Regions from separate parts of the Mus musculus genome. Here all the other regions are linked to region 4. The links are chromatin contacts, called in public HiChIP or PLAC-seq maps. All regions are on one chromosome and are shown on one strand. Each heading gives the region's core, a stretch centred on a gene start, on an enhancer-like site or on the middle of the called end of the contact. The rest is flanking DNA. Distances are from core to core; before and after follow the strand shown. Region 1 holds the start of Dqx1 (DEAQ RNA-dependent ATPase). Region 2 holds the start of Pcgf1 (polycomb group ring finger 1). Region 3 holds the start of Wbp1 (WW domain binding protein 1). Region 4 has its middle 9.8 kb from the start of 2310069B03Rik.

The links. HiChIP or PLAC-seq counts read pairs in DNA pulled down with a chosen protein or histone mark.
Region 1: an HNF4G HiChIP or PLAC-seq map of pancreatic cancer cells shows a contact between it and region 4. The contact joins the promoter of Dqx1 here to the enhancer-like site in region 4. A contact is called at or near these places in 3 of 484 Hi-C or Micro-C datasets (the N1E-115 cell line, embryonic fibroblasts and group 2 innate lymphoid cells), 3 of 115 datasets of contacts at active chromatin or transcription factors (bone marrow-derived macrophages, embryonic stem cells and pancreatic cancer cells) and 1 of 9 other capture datasets (pancreatic islet).
Region 2: a FOXA1 HiChIP or PLAC-seq map of pancreatic cancer cells shows a contact between it and region 4. The contact joins the promoter of Pcgf1 here to the enhancer-like site in region 4. A contact is called at or near these places in 4 of 39 promoter capture datasets (the 3T3-L1 cell line, 3T3-L1-derived adipocytes, embryonic stem cells and 1 more), 4 of 484 Hi-C or Micro-C datasets (embryonic fibroblasts, embryonic stem cells, group 2 innate lymphoid cells and 1 more), 3 of 115 datasets of contacts at active chromatin or transcription factors (bone marrow-derived macrophages, embryonic stem cells and pancreatic cancer cells) and 1 of 9 other capture datasets (adipose tissue).
Region 3: a contact with region 4 is called in an HNF4G HiChIP or PLAC-seq map of pancreatic cancer cells. The contact joins the promoter of Wbp1 here to the enhancer-like site in region 4. A contact is called at or near these places in 1 of 39 promoter capture datasets (cranial neural crest), 2 of 115 datasets of contacts at active chromatin or transcription factors (pancreatic cancer cells and stem cell-derived neural progenitor cells) and 1 of 9 other capture datasets (adipose tissue).

The regions. Positions count from the first base shown.
Region 1 is chr6:83,056,040-83,059,382 of GRCm38.p6, reverse strand. It overlaps Dqx1 (DEAQ RNA-dependent ATPase), which reads right to left and starts at 1,539. Exons shown (of 12, transcript NM_033606.3): 1 at 1,244-1,539; 2 at 648-953; 3 at 273-466. The coding sequence starts at 875. It overlaps Aup1 (ancient ubiquitous protein 1), which reads right to left. Exons shown (of 12, transcript NM_007517.4): 6 at 3,243-3,316; 7 at 2,949-3,015; 8 at 2,739-2,841; 9 at 2,505-2,624; 10 at 2,290-2,405; 11 at 1,989-2,107; 12 at 1,701-1,885. The coding sequence ends at 1,849.
Region 2 is chr6:83,076,857-83,080,167 of GRCm38.p6, reverse strand. Pcgf1 (polycomb group ring finger 1) reads right to left here and starts at 1,778. Exons shown (of 9, transcript NM_197992.1): 1 at 1,690-1,778; 2 at 1,168-1,273; 3 at 900-1,052; 4 at 663-734; 5 at 423-528; 6 at 213-246; 7 at 28-114. The coding sequence starts at 1,746.
Region 3 is chr6:83,120,156-83,123,346 of GRCm38.p6, reverse strand. Wbp1 (WW domain binding protein 1) reads left to right here and starts at 1,886. Exons shown (of 5, transcript NM_016757.2): 1 at 1,886-2,144; 2 at 2,471-2,575; 3 at 3,060-3,162. The coding sequence starts at 2,076. Ino80b (INO80 complex subunit B) reads left to right here. Exons shown (of 5, transcript NM_023547.2): 5 at 983-1,582. The coding sequence ends at 1,519.
Region 4 is chr6:82,890,258-82,893,144 of GRCm38.p6, reverse strand. No RefSeq gene overlaps it. Among named protein-coding and RNA genes, the nearest start is that of 2310069B03Rik, 9.8 kb to the right of the region's middle. Within about 2 kb of position 1,429, at least 31 of the 459 cell types and tissues checked have an H3K27ac peak or open chromatin away from gene starts, as enhancers often do. A contact at or near this core is called in pancreatic cancer cells, where this site is marked.

The DNA of each region.
Region 1 (3,343 bases), core at 290-2,789, 170 kb before region 4:
CATGTATTTTTTTTCCCCAAGTTGCCCAGATTCTGATACTGAAGGACAGAAAAAGATGTCCTAAGCCTGTGGACCATTAAGTGTGATCCCACATCTCTGTTGAGAGCACTTGGTTTATGCACTATATCCTGTATCTTGTGGTAGGGGAGTGAGGTTTGTATCACATGACTCCATTGCAGGTTGAGCTGAGGGTATAAGGAGATAATAGGCAGTTGGGTTTGTCTCCACTCCACAGGGGGAGTTAAGCTCAGGTCAGACTGCAGATGGCCCACCTGAGCATGGTGTTGGGCCCAGTACAGTCTTCCTGAGGGATGCTGTATCCAATCTCATGACCCAGGGTCAGGTCCATCTCATCAGCCACCCTTGAAGCCAGGCTCATGGCTGCCAGAGGGTAGGGCTGAGTGACTGTAACCTGTCCTGTCTGGAATCCTCTGGCCAGCGCAAACTCTGCACACCACTGAGGAATCTGGGGTAGGGAGAGGGAATGTGTCAGAGGACTGGAGAACCTCAGACAACTATGGCCAGCTGAACTGGGATCCCTGAACCTTACCACCCAGTGGGTCAGCCTCGCCCACATCCCCTCTCCTTTACCCAGGCAAAAGCACATTTAACCCTGCCCTTTGTCCACTCCCAGAATCTTCCTCCACCTGGGTGCTCTTGCCAGAGCCAGGGTCCCCAGATACCAGCACCACTCCAGTGGGGCTACTCTCCAAATGCTCCAAGAACAGGAAGCGAGCAGCCCAGATGGGCAGGGCTCTACGCTGCTCAAGCAGCTCATAGTAGCAGGAGGAGAAGGGGAGCCCATCAAAGGGGTTCACAGCCAGCTCAGACTCCCCAGGACTCAGTTCAGACTCTTCTGCCAGCCCAGAGGCCATGGTGGCTGCTCATAGAACCTACGAAAAGCAGGGCAGCCAGTAAGGCCTTGGGTCTGGTGACTGATACTGAATTCCCATCTCAGCTTGATCCCCAACGTTATCCCACAGGGGAGAATGCCTTGGGGTCCATCCTTCCCAGGAAACCGTGCTGGGTGTCTCTAAGAGGACATCACCAGTGGACTTTCACCCTGTTTGTAGCTGGGATCCCTGAGTAGTAAAGATCTGTGACTAGCACAGGGACCCACGGTGGCAGCAGGAGCTACAAGAAGCAGTCATCTGTGGGAAAGGCCCAAGTGGGGAAAAGTAAGAAATCTGGAGATGAGAGAAGGGGACAGTAGGTAGGGCCATTAATGATTCTGGATTCAAACCTGCCAGCAGCTCTGGGACACGGTCAGGATGGCAGCCAGTTCTGGACACACCCAGCCAGGCACACCAACCCAGGCCTCCCTGGAGTACAAAGGTAAATTCCGGCCCCATCCGGGAGGCTGAGCTCAAACTCCAATCCCAGAGCTTTATTTTGGGGGGAGGGGCCTTTTGCTCCACCTTGGTCAGCTTAGCTAGGAACCTATGGAAAGCAGGTTCCTGATGCCACCCTGAGCTTGTATAACTGAGCCTATATGACTATAGTCATGAAATGCATTCTGGGACTTGTAGTTTTGGAGTGACAGCCTACACTATAATTGAGCTGGGATCCAGTTGTTTTGTCTTCAGTTTAGTGTAATTTCACAGTTCCATTTTGACCATTCTCACCCATATTGTAGTCTTCAACCCAGGAAAAGAAACCTGCTCAAGGGGCTTTTGAAACCCAAAGAGGCAACAGAGACCTTGAGTGAAAACCCTGAATTTAATGTGAGATTGGGGGAGCCCCATCCCTCCCTTTTTACCACCCACTCATCCGGCCTGTTGTTAGCTGGGTGAGGGCTGCCCCCAGTCTCCGTCCTGCGGCTCTGGGTACCATCCTGTTCCTTTGGGCTCATTCAGCCTCCTGGGCCTGTCTCTCTCTGAATCTCCTGTGGGACATGGGGGAGAGAGTGTATAGGCTTTGTCACATCAGCTTCATCAGGCCTTTCTCCAACTTGTTCTTTCTCACATATTGTCCTCTAACCCTCTCACCTTCTTGCATATTCATACAGTGCCTGCTTGCGCTCCTGCAGGCTCTCCTGACGGGCCCAGGAAGACTTGGCAAACGTTAGGGCTGTGGGCTGAGGGGTCGCCAGGCCCGAGCTGGGGAACTGAGGTGATCACAATGTCAGAGGGCTTGCGAAGTCATCATCATTATACACCCATCGAATGCCTACTTTGCAAGAGAGGCACTGTGCTAGGGTCTCAACATCAAGGCGAGAAGTCAGGGAGAGGGAGCAGAGACTGCCCAGACCTGCCCTTAAGTCTTGGCCTTGACTACTCCAGGTCTCACCTTTGGGGCAGAGGGTGCAGGCGGGGACTGAGATCCCTCAGTGACATCTTCAGGCATGAAAGCCACAGCCCCCTCGAGCAGGTTTGTGATGGTCAAGTCTACACACCCAGTCCTGGCTGGGAAGAGAGGGGCAGAGTGTCCACTCCCTGTACCCCTTCTCTGTTGAGACCCATTTTCCTGTGTCTGCCATTCTGTGATGCTACCCTTTCCCATACCCAGGTCTCTCTGGATGACATTCAATGGCACATGGGGCAGAACCTCCTTGACTCTGTGAGCGAGAGTGGTCAGCTGCACATCAGAAGAAGGGCTGGGAGGAGAAGGAAAAGAAGACTGCACTGTTTAAAAGAAAAAAAAATGAGGTGAGTGGATTACTGAGAGAGGCAGACACGCGTAAGGAGGGAAGCAAAACCACCAAGCGCAGCAAGCATCTTTGTGCCCAGATCACACACCTGACTGGGGGCGTAATCTGGGGTGTCTTTGTCGCTTCATGTGTTCTGCTTTGTCTGCTGGAGTGAGCCGTGTCCCTATCTGGCCCAATTCTTTGGCCACCAGCTAGGGAGAATTGGAAGGTTATAGCTGTAGCCTCGTCAGGTCTTCTTCCCCTTCTCCCCAGGAGGGAGGGACCCCCCCACTTCCACCACACCCCTGTTCACTACCACCTGTTGTACACGGAGCGCAAACTCCTCACTCTCTTCCCCTAGCTGTCGACGAATGGGATGAAGCCACCTACAAAAACCAGAGCCCTGCCCTGTTAAGTCGACAGGGGCTAAGGGTATGGCCCTTCCCCATTTATCTTGGAACAGTGGTGGGGAGAGTAGGGAGATGAAGATAAGTGTTGCTTCTGTTAGAACTTCGACATTAACAAACCACAGGCAGACAGGATAGTGGTCACTACTTCCATGCCCTTGAGGTGAACACCTTCCCAGCCACCAAAAACGGAGGACAGTTAGTACCTTACTTGATACACCGTGAAAGGAACAAAAAGGGACCACAGCAGTTCTGAGACCCAGGAGGCATCTGACACCGTCTGAGGGGAGGGCATGAAGTGAGGTCT
Region 2 (3,311 bases), core at 529-3,028, 190 kb before region 4:
TCCCCGTAACATGATGGGCTTACTTACATGCTGTGGATTTAGCATTAGTCGGTGACACAGAACCCTTCGGAGATGGCGGACCTCAGCTCTCACAGAACACCGAACATACTTGTTCTAGGAACAGAGAAGGAGGGGAGGGCACAGGTGTCTGAGGGAAGGGTTGCTGGGAGAAACGGCTCCTTCAAAGGGGCCCTCCCCTCAACCCCTCTCACCTGAAGGACATTTTTATTCTTGTCTTTGCCAGAACTGGATGGAAACAGATACAAGTTAGAGGGTTCCACTTTTCTTGTCTCCTACCTAGCACAAGCACCACAGCACACTTTCTTCAGGGGAGCAGACACTCCCTCACCCTTCCCCCCAAGTCCCTTAGCATCTGGGTCACCAGTAGTATCACTTCACGCAACCTCTGACCTGCCCCTCACCTCAGCCGCTCCAGGCATAGGCTCAGCTGTTCATCATATCGATAATAGTGGGCTTTAGAGTGGTCAAAACTGCTGAAGGGGAGGCCAAGGTTGCTCAGGGCTGGCTCTGAGGAAAAGTAGATATTGAGGAGGCTGGTACAGGTTCCATACCCTCTTCTCCCCAGAGAGCAAAACCAGGCAAAAGAGATGCTCTGAGGGCTTTAATTGCCCCCCTCCCCCAAATGAGCACCAAGGACATACCTTCACCACTGGGCTGGGAGACTCTGTCTAAGCCTCGGGACTGATAGAATTCCCGAATCCGTTTCTCTTCACCTAAGGAGGGGTGAAGGGCAGCCATATTAATTCTCTTTGTTTTGGCTGTTGACCTCTTTATCTTTGTATTTTTTTGATTCCCAACAAAACTGTTGGGAACAAAACGTCAAGGTGCCACCCAGCATTAGAGTCAGGAGGCCCCACAAATATAAGGTGGCCACTCACTGTCTTGCAAGCCTGGCACTAGCTTATACACTATGTCCTGCATGACCCGATCCAGTTTGAGATTGAGCAACGGCTGCGTCTCGTGGATCTTGATGTTGCACATGGGGCAGTACTTGCTGGTTTGCAGGTACTTCACGATACAACTTTTGCAGACTGTAAGAGGAGAAACGAAGATGCTCAGGTCCCTTGGGAACCCGACACATGGGACAGGCAGCACAGAGGCTGGCAGCCAGCTTGGAAGAGGAGAGACAGGATCCGGGACACTCACAGGTGTGGAGACACTCTGTGATGGTGGTGGCATCCACGAAGTAGCCCGCGCACAGGCAGCAAACGATGTGTTCATTCAGGTCTTTGATCTTCACCCGGACCTCCTCCTGTGGACACACCCTCAGTCACTCCCCACTGGTCTTGCAAGCCCACCCCATCTCACCTTCTGCAATTCCCAGCAACAGAGCAGTTTGTTATTGGACTGGGTCGTCTGGCCCCCGAGAAGAGACGGGGGAGTGAGCTCCCCCTTCGCCCAGCAGAGGGCTCCGCGCACAGCGGGTGCTCTCTTTTCGCGGACCCGCCTGACTCTCTTTTTTCCCTCGGGAGACCAGACGCTGTCGGAGACACAACGCGCAAGCGTCCAAGTCCAGCGTTTGGCAACTCGGCCAGAATCGCGCGTGCGTATCGCGCACCCCGTGGCTGCGCAAGCGCACTGGGCGCCCATCCCGCCGCCACCCGTCCTCTCCTTCGTTTGGGTTCACACAGCTAACGGACCCCAGCAGTCATCCCGCTGCCCCTGCACCTCGTTCCGTAGTGGGTCCATCTTGTACACTGACTGGAGCTGGTTCCGAAGCCTCATCGCGATCGCAATCTGGCCCCCCTGAGGAGACGCCATCTTAAAGGCTGATCCCAGCCCGCCACTTCCGGTACCGCCTGCGGGGCGGGACTTGTCTCCTAGCAACGAGGGCCTCACATTCTCCGGATTGGCTAGTTTTCCGGCACACCCCGCCCTCGCCCCCTCTTTAGCTCCCCGTGTGCTCACCTGAGCCCGCTGCCCCCCCAACAATCGGTGGTCGTTATGGAGGGGGGTTGAGTGAAGCAGGGTCTCTGCGGTGCACGCTCCCACGGGCGTCCTTCCAACGGCGCGCACACAACCTCTGGATCAACTTCGGTAGCTTGTGCTAAGAGAGCCTGTGTGCCCTGGGACCCCGAAGCCGGGCTATCGCCCGCCGCTACAGCTCCGGAGTGTGGGAGTCCTGGGACCCGACCTCGCCTCCGACCCGGGGTCCTCTCTATACAGTGCAGTCCTGCTCCGCTGCGGCGTCCGCGTTGCGGAGCTGCGTCCCAGCCGCGGGCCTTCTCCCGTCTGCGCCGCGGGAGTTTTTTCCGGGCTCGCGAAGTCTGGGAGAGGGTGCCCTGGGCGGGGTGGAGAGGGAGAGACCCCCCGGGGAACCGGGAGCTCTTACTCCCCACTCTCTCCCTGCTGCCGAGGATGGGGAGAATAGGCCCTGGCTAATGATGATGATTTAATCATCGGCGCCTGCGGAGGCCTGGGACAGACTAATGCAGAGCAGATGCCGAAGGAGGAGGGGAGGATTGACAGCGAGGAGACTTGGGCAGCGAGTGCCTGCAGTAGCATAGGCCCGGGCCCGCACTTGGGGAGGACACAGGGGTTCCCGGGTCTGGTACACTGTCATCACTGGGTCCCTACGGCGGAATTTTAAAAGAATAAATTTACTCTGAAGCGTTATTAGCATCGAGTACAACTGGAGATTCGAGTGAGAGGGGAGAGACTGGCGGAAACTTGAAAGGCTCTCTGGAGAAAATTGGGACTCTTGTGTGGGCATGATTGACAAATGGATGCACGAGAGGTATAAATGTGATGGAAATAGAAAAAAAAGGCAGTGTGAAGAGGAACGACCAAAGAAACAGGTGTGGATTGAGAGCCCCAATGGAAGGAATGGGGTCTAAAAGAACTGGAATAATTAGGTTGAAGGTAACAGGAACCTCACAGAAAGGAGTGTATGTCTGTTACCCCATAAGTGGTAGTACATAAGCGTCAGGAAAGTATTAAAGACTTGTTAATCGACTACATACAGCTATGGTTTACCTTCCTGGCCCAGGCCACCTAGTCACCTCTGAGCCACTGCAGGTCTTGACTGCTTGCCCATGTCTATATCGTTCCCTCTTTAGACCTTTCTTCCCACAGCATGGCAAAGTGATTCTGATCATAGGTTACAAAGAACACACGTTTTTGATGATGTGTTTCTCATGTTGATGGTGGTGCTAGTTTAGTGGACATGTACATGGGGCAAAACCAATTACAGTATACACTTTAAATACTTGCAACTTGCAGCGTATCATAAATTAGACCTCAAGAAAACTGTTAAAAGTGAGTTCCAGCTGGGCAGTGGTGGCACACGC
Region 3 (3,191 bases), core at 637-3,136, 230 kb before region 4:
TTACAGACAGTTGAGAGCTGCCATGTAGGTGCAGGGAACTGAATGAGAGTCCTCCCCAAGGGCCGGTGCTCCTCGCCGCTGAGTAGTCTTTCCAGTCTAGAATGCCTTTGAAGAGATGACATTTCCAGTACCAGGGGAGCTTCTCAGACAGAGAGGCCAGCTGACATAGAGCCCAGGGGCACAGAGACCCAGAAGGAGAGTGTGGCCAGGTCACCCAGGGGGATATATACTGACAAGTGACATAGCTGGCTTAATTACTTTGGCAATTATGTGCTGTGAAGCTTAGTAGGGGTAAGGAATTTCCTTAGGAAGCTGCTGAAGTGTAGGCTGTCGTGGCGCAGACCTGTGCCCCAGAGCTTGAGAGACAGGAGGATGGTTACAAATTCCGAGGCATCTAAAAATACATATAGATAGCCTGACACAATCAATCAATAAACTGGGAGAGGGGTATGGGGTGTGGAAACTGGGAGAGCTGGTGATGGCCCGAGTCCAGAAGAAAGTAGTAAAAGGAATAGAGAAACCTGCACTGAAGCCTGGATGTATGACGGAAGTAGCTACTTAGTGGGAGAAAAAAGGAATCCAGGGTAATTCTTTTTGGTTTGAGCCAAATCCAAGTTGATGTTTTTTCCTGAGATACTATTTAAAATAACAGCAACAACAAAAACCTACACAAGGGGCAGGCAGGGTACCATACTTTTGTTTCCTCCTTTGGACCTGAGTGAGAGGCAGGAACCCTGGGAAGAGAAGTGTGGTATTAAGGGTCCCTAAAGATGGGGACAGTGGCACAAGCATTTGATCCCAGCACCTAGGGAACAGAGGCAAGAGTGTGAGCTCCAGGCTGGCCTGGTCTACATAGTGACTTACAGGGCAGCCAAAGTTATATAGTGAGACCGCCTCGAAACAAAAACAAACGAAAATAGGGGTGGGTGACCCCAAAAACCTCGCCATTTGGTTCTCAGACATCCTCTGTCTCTTTCCCCAGCGAGCCCTCCTCCAGAAGGCGCGGAGCCAGCCGTCCCCGACTCTGCCTCTGCCAGTGGGTGGGGGCTGCCCTGCCCCTGCCCTCACCGAAGAGATGCTGCTGAAGCGTGAGGAGCGTGCACGGAAGCGGCGGCTGCAGGCGGCGAGGAGGGCCGAGGAGCACAAAAATCAGACAATTGAGCGCCTCACCAAGACGGCCGCTCCTAGCGGGCGTGGAGGGCGCGGGGCGGCGCGGGGCGAGCGGCGCGGAGGACGGGCTGCTGCCCCGGCCCCTGCACCCATGGTGCGCTACTGCAGCGGGGCACAGGGCTCCACCTTGTCTTTTCCTCCCGGCGTTCCCACACCCACGGCGGTGGCACAGCGGCCTGCCCCATCGGGCCCCGCTCCACGATGCTCTGTCCCCGGCTGCCCCCACCCGCGTCGTTATGCCTGCTCCCGCACCGGCCAGGCCCTTTGCAGCCTACAGTGCTACCGCATCAACCTGCAGCTACGGCTGGGAGGGCCCGAGGGCCCGGGGTCCCCACTCCTGGCCACCTAAGACCTCTCCCACGCCACATTCCTGCTGTCTCCCCCACCCTATTAAATTTCGTACAGTGCCTCAGCTTGTATCGAATTGCTGGAGTGGGAAGCCGGCGGAGTCTGAACCTGAGTGTGTAAAGTCATTCAGCCAATCGGCGAAAATTTTTGTGCTGAACGGCCGTTCATTGGCCGATAAGTCAAAGCTTGTTCTGTTGTCCGTACTGGCTATTGTTGCTGTCAGTCAGGCATTTGGTCGAGCCTTTCCCCTGTCTTTGTCTGTGTGAGTTCTTGTTGTCTGGGAGAGCGGCACAGGCGCCGCTGCGGATTGGGCAAAAGGAGAAACCTGTGACCGGTTCCTATTGGCTGATCTGTTAGTTAGCGATTCTGATTGGCTGGACTGAGCAACTGTGTCCTCTGGAGGTGCTCTCCCCGGCCGGGAGCTCCGGCCGCGGAGTGATGGTGGCACCGGTGGCGATGGGCCGGGCAGGGACCATGGAAGTGGCGGCAGAGGTGGCAGGGGCGGGGCAGCTGGCGGTGGAGGAGGCTGTGGTCTTCAGGGGTCTGTAGGTGGAGGCATGGCTCGGGCCAGCAGCAGGAACAGCAGCGAAGAGGCCTGGGGGTCACTTCAGGCGCCGCAACAGCAGGTATCCCAGCAGCTCTAAAAGCTTATCTCACTACAGCCATTTATTTCTCTTTCCCCTTTCCTGTCACTTCCTGTCCGGGGTGGGGGAGGAGCTCATGGAGCCAAAGGTACTCTGAAGTTCCTGAACATGACCATTCTACTCTTTGTCTAGACTTATTACGTAGATGCAGTTGACTTTACCTGCACCCTCTTAGACCCCATCTCATGGTTGCAATGCAAGCCTGCAGTGGCTCTCCAGTTACCAGAGGCGTAGTGAAACCCCCAGGGAGGTTCCCTCTGTCTTGCAGCAGTTATTTGTGATGTTTTTCTCTGTGCCTATTGTCACAGCAGAGTCCGGCAGCATCTTCTCTTGAGGGAGCAATTTGGAGACGAGCTGGAACCCAGACTCGCGCCCTGGATACCATCCTTTATCATCCACAGCAATCCCATCTGGTTGGGAGCACTGCTCTGGGTCTCACACTGTGCCTCCTCTACCCCAGGGAGCTTGAGACCCAGGGGTGGAAAAAAAAAACCATCTTGGGGGTGTGGGAGGCAGACCTTTGGGGTGGGAGATGTTGAAAGCTTTTTAGCTTTGGAAATGGCCTTAAATTCCTACCCATTGTCACACTATGTTTTGTTTCTTTTAAAACATTAGCCTACAAAAAACCACCCTTGGGGCCAGGCTTCTGTGAGAAAAGTATTGGGTTTAAAGAACTGATATCACTTTCTCTGTATTTACACTTTACTTTCTCACTAGTTTCTGGCATTTTAAATCTTCCATACTGATAGCCCTACATATAGACCCTCCTTTTAGCATCCCATGCCATCCTTCCAAGCTAGGTCGGCTCGTGGGTGGGACTGTATGTGCGTGCAGGAGGTGGGGGTGGACAGGGCCTTGGGTAGAAGCCCCTGGTTCTTAGTGCCTCCTTGCCTCCAGCTTCGAGAGCTGTGCCCAGGAGTGAATACCCAGCCCTACCTCTGTGAGACTGGTCATTGCTGTGGGGAGACTGGCTGCTGCACCTACTACTATGAACTCTGGTGTGAGTCTTCAAAGGGATCCATCTCAGGT
Region 4 (2,887 bases), core at 180-2,679:
ATCACCTGCTTCAGGTCAAAGGAACTTAGCATCAGTATAGAAGAGATACCAGAAGCAAGTGGTAGTCCAGGCTGTGATTTCAACCTTAAGAAGAAGACCGTTCTAGGTACTTTGTGCATTTATGGAAGCCTGTGCAAACGAGAATCTCAGAATCAGTCTATGGGGTTAACCATGCCAGCCACCAAACAGTGGTGACTGCTCACGCGTGTTCATGGAATGCCCAGCAGGATCCCACGAGCCAAGTGTGGGGGCAATCGAGAAGTTTCTGACACTTCTGTGCCAACATCTCTCTCTCTTTCTCCTTTCAAGAATTCATTATTATTTTGTAAAATTGTGTGTGTTTGTGTGTGTCTTTCTTGCTGTGTGTGTGAGTGCAGTGTCCATGGAGGCCTGTAGAGGGCAGAAGACCCCTTGGAATGGGAGTTACAGGTGGTTGTGACCCTCCAGTTCTCCAGCCCAGTTTTTTGTTTGTTTTTCCTTTTAGTTAGTTTTGTTTTTGTTTTGATTTGATTTTGAGACAGAGTCTCACACTATAGCCCTGGCTAGTGTGGAACTCACTACATAGATCCCCCTATCCTCAAATTTCACAGAAATCTACCTATCTCTGCCTCCCGGGTGCTGGGGTTAAATGTATGTGCCATCACGCACAACCTTAGTTGGCCGTTAAGTCAGTCAAGTCGACAATCAAAAGTAATCATCATAAATGTCTTCTCAGGGTGGTGAGAGCAGGTCAGTCCTCATCAACATACAATCCATCAACAAGGCTGCAGCCCAAGCAAGAGGACACCAGACAGACACACAGCTTAGCAGGGGCTAGAGAGAGAGCTCCATGGTTCAACAGATGCCCGTGGAGAGGACCAGAGCTTACTTCCCAGAACCCACACGGCAGTTTATGGTTAGCCATCCATAAACTCCAGTTTCAGGGTATTTCAGGCCCTTTTCTGACCTCCATGGGTACCAGGCCCACACATAGACATACACGCATGCAGAACAGTCACACACATACAATAAAATAAATCTTAAAACAAAACACACAAAAAATTAAATGATAAAATACAAATATACACAAGCAGGTCATTAATGAAGCCCATTTTGTGTGTCTGTATGAGAGAGGGATATAGATGAAGAGAAAAGACAGAGAGAGAAGAGAGACAGACGGACATGCACACAGTCACAGAGAGACGGGGAGAGAGACAGAGTTTTTCCAAAGAGGATTAACTGGGGGAGAAAGCCCACCTTGAACAGAGTGATCCCTTCCCATGGGATGGGGCCCAGACTTTAAGGAAAAGGGGAAAAGAACCAATTGGGCACCAACAACCTTTCCCCTTTCTATTTCCTGCAGAAGGAAGTGGGTCAGGCCTATGCCACCTTAGGGGAAAACCCACTGCTATTATCCTGTAAAAGAAACGCAGCAGCAAAGTGGCAACACGCCCTCTGAGCAAATACTTTCTCCAGGAGGGCAACGAAAGGTCACATGCCTGGGAGCACACAAGTCTGAAGGATGCTTACGGCTCAGCCCCATGCGCAGTGTCTGGAGATTGAGCTGCTGAAGTGCCCCAGGATGCACAGAGAGCTCCAGGGTTGCAGCTATGGGGACAGGTCACCCATGTTGGGGTGGGCTTTCTGGTGATGCGGCTGCTTCTGAGTGATCCCTGCTCTTTATAAGTGACCCCCTCACCCACAGTCCTGATAGTAACTCCTGTAAAAACTTACTTTTTACCAAATTGGATGTTGCTACAGTCGTTACTTTGATCTGCCATGGCCTCCCTCTCTGGGGTGAATAGATGAGTGTCTTGGTGTCCTTCCATGAAAAGTCTGTCGTACAATAGGTAGGCAAGCACTTGGTCTGTAGGCAAGAACTACATCTCAAATCATCACCGCCCCACCCCCAGCTCCAATATTTCAGCAATCCAGATGTGCATAAGGTGCGCAAGTGCCCATGGAACAAAGAAGGCATTATGGTAGCGACTGATGGAGACAAACAAGGCTCTGGAAGGTTAGGGAAGCTGCAAAGTCGCCAAGGTATGTTGACAAGAGTGGTTTGGAAAAGCATCAGGCATGGAAGGAGTGGGTCTCAACAGAGAATCAGTAAAGCAAGCTTCCCTGGCCCACCCTCCTCTGCCAGCTGCTGGGAAGCCCTGGGCGTTGCAAGGACCAGAATGAAAGGCTAACTTTGACCTTTTCCTGGGAGATGCTGTCATTAGGGGGCACTAAGAAGAGCAGAAAACCACCCGCAACAACTTCAGTACTCCCCCCATCCCATGGCCTGGTCAGCACTGGGTGGACAGGGTACCTGTCTTTCAAGTAAAGCCCGGTCTTTGGCTCTATTAATAACTGAGCTTCCAGAGTCTCAATAACAGCGTTTGCTTCCAGAGCACTGATTCATGGGAACTGAGGAAAGCATGGGCTCGCCTGGATTGACCCTCCTGTGAGATGCTGATGAAAAGGGACACTGCGGGTCTTTGTATCTCTTTGTTAGTGGTAGGGTCAAATCCCAATGTGACCTGAGGTTTTGAGTCCTCCTCAGCAACCCACGAGCCCTGAAGGTGGTACCCAGATGAAAATGGTTCTTGGAATGTTCAGTTCCTAGTATCCATTTTATTTAACTGTATCTCCAGAACTGAAGCCAGGACTTCATACATGCCGAGCATGTAGAGTATCCTCCCCCTAAGCTACACTCTTAGCCTCCTAGTGTCCACTTTAGCTGGGAGAAGAAGGCCAGGATGTGAGCATCAGGAAACAGATTCATCCTTTGGGCCTCTGTGAGTGTCAGGTCTCTGGGGTCAAGTACAGAAAGCTGACCCCGGGTGGGCTGGGTAGGAATTGAGGTGCTCTATCAATACTTGGGACCCCTTTCCTCCACTCCCATTCTGCAGTTTAACTTTGA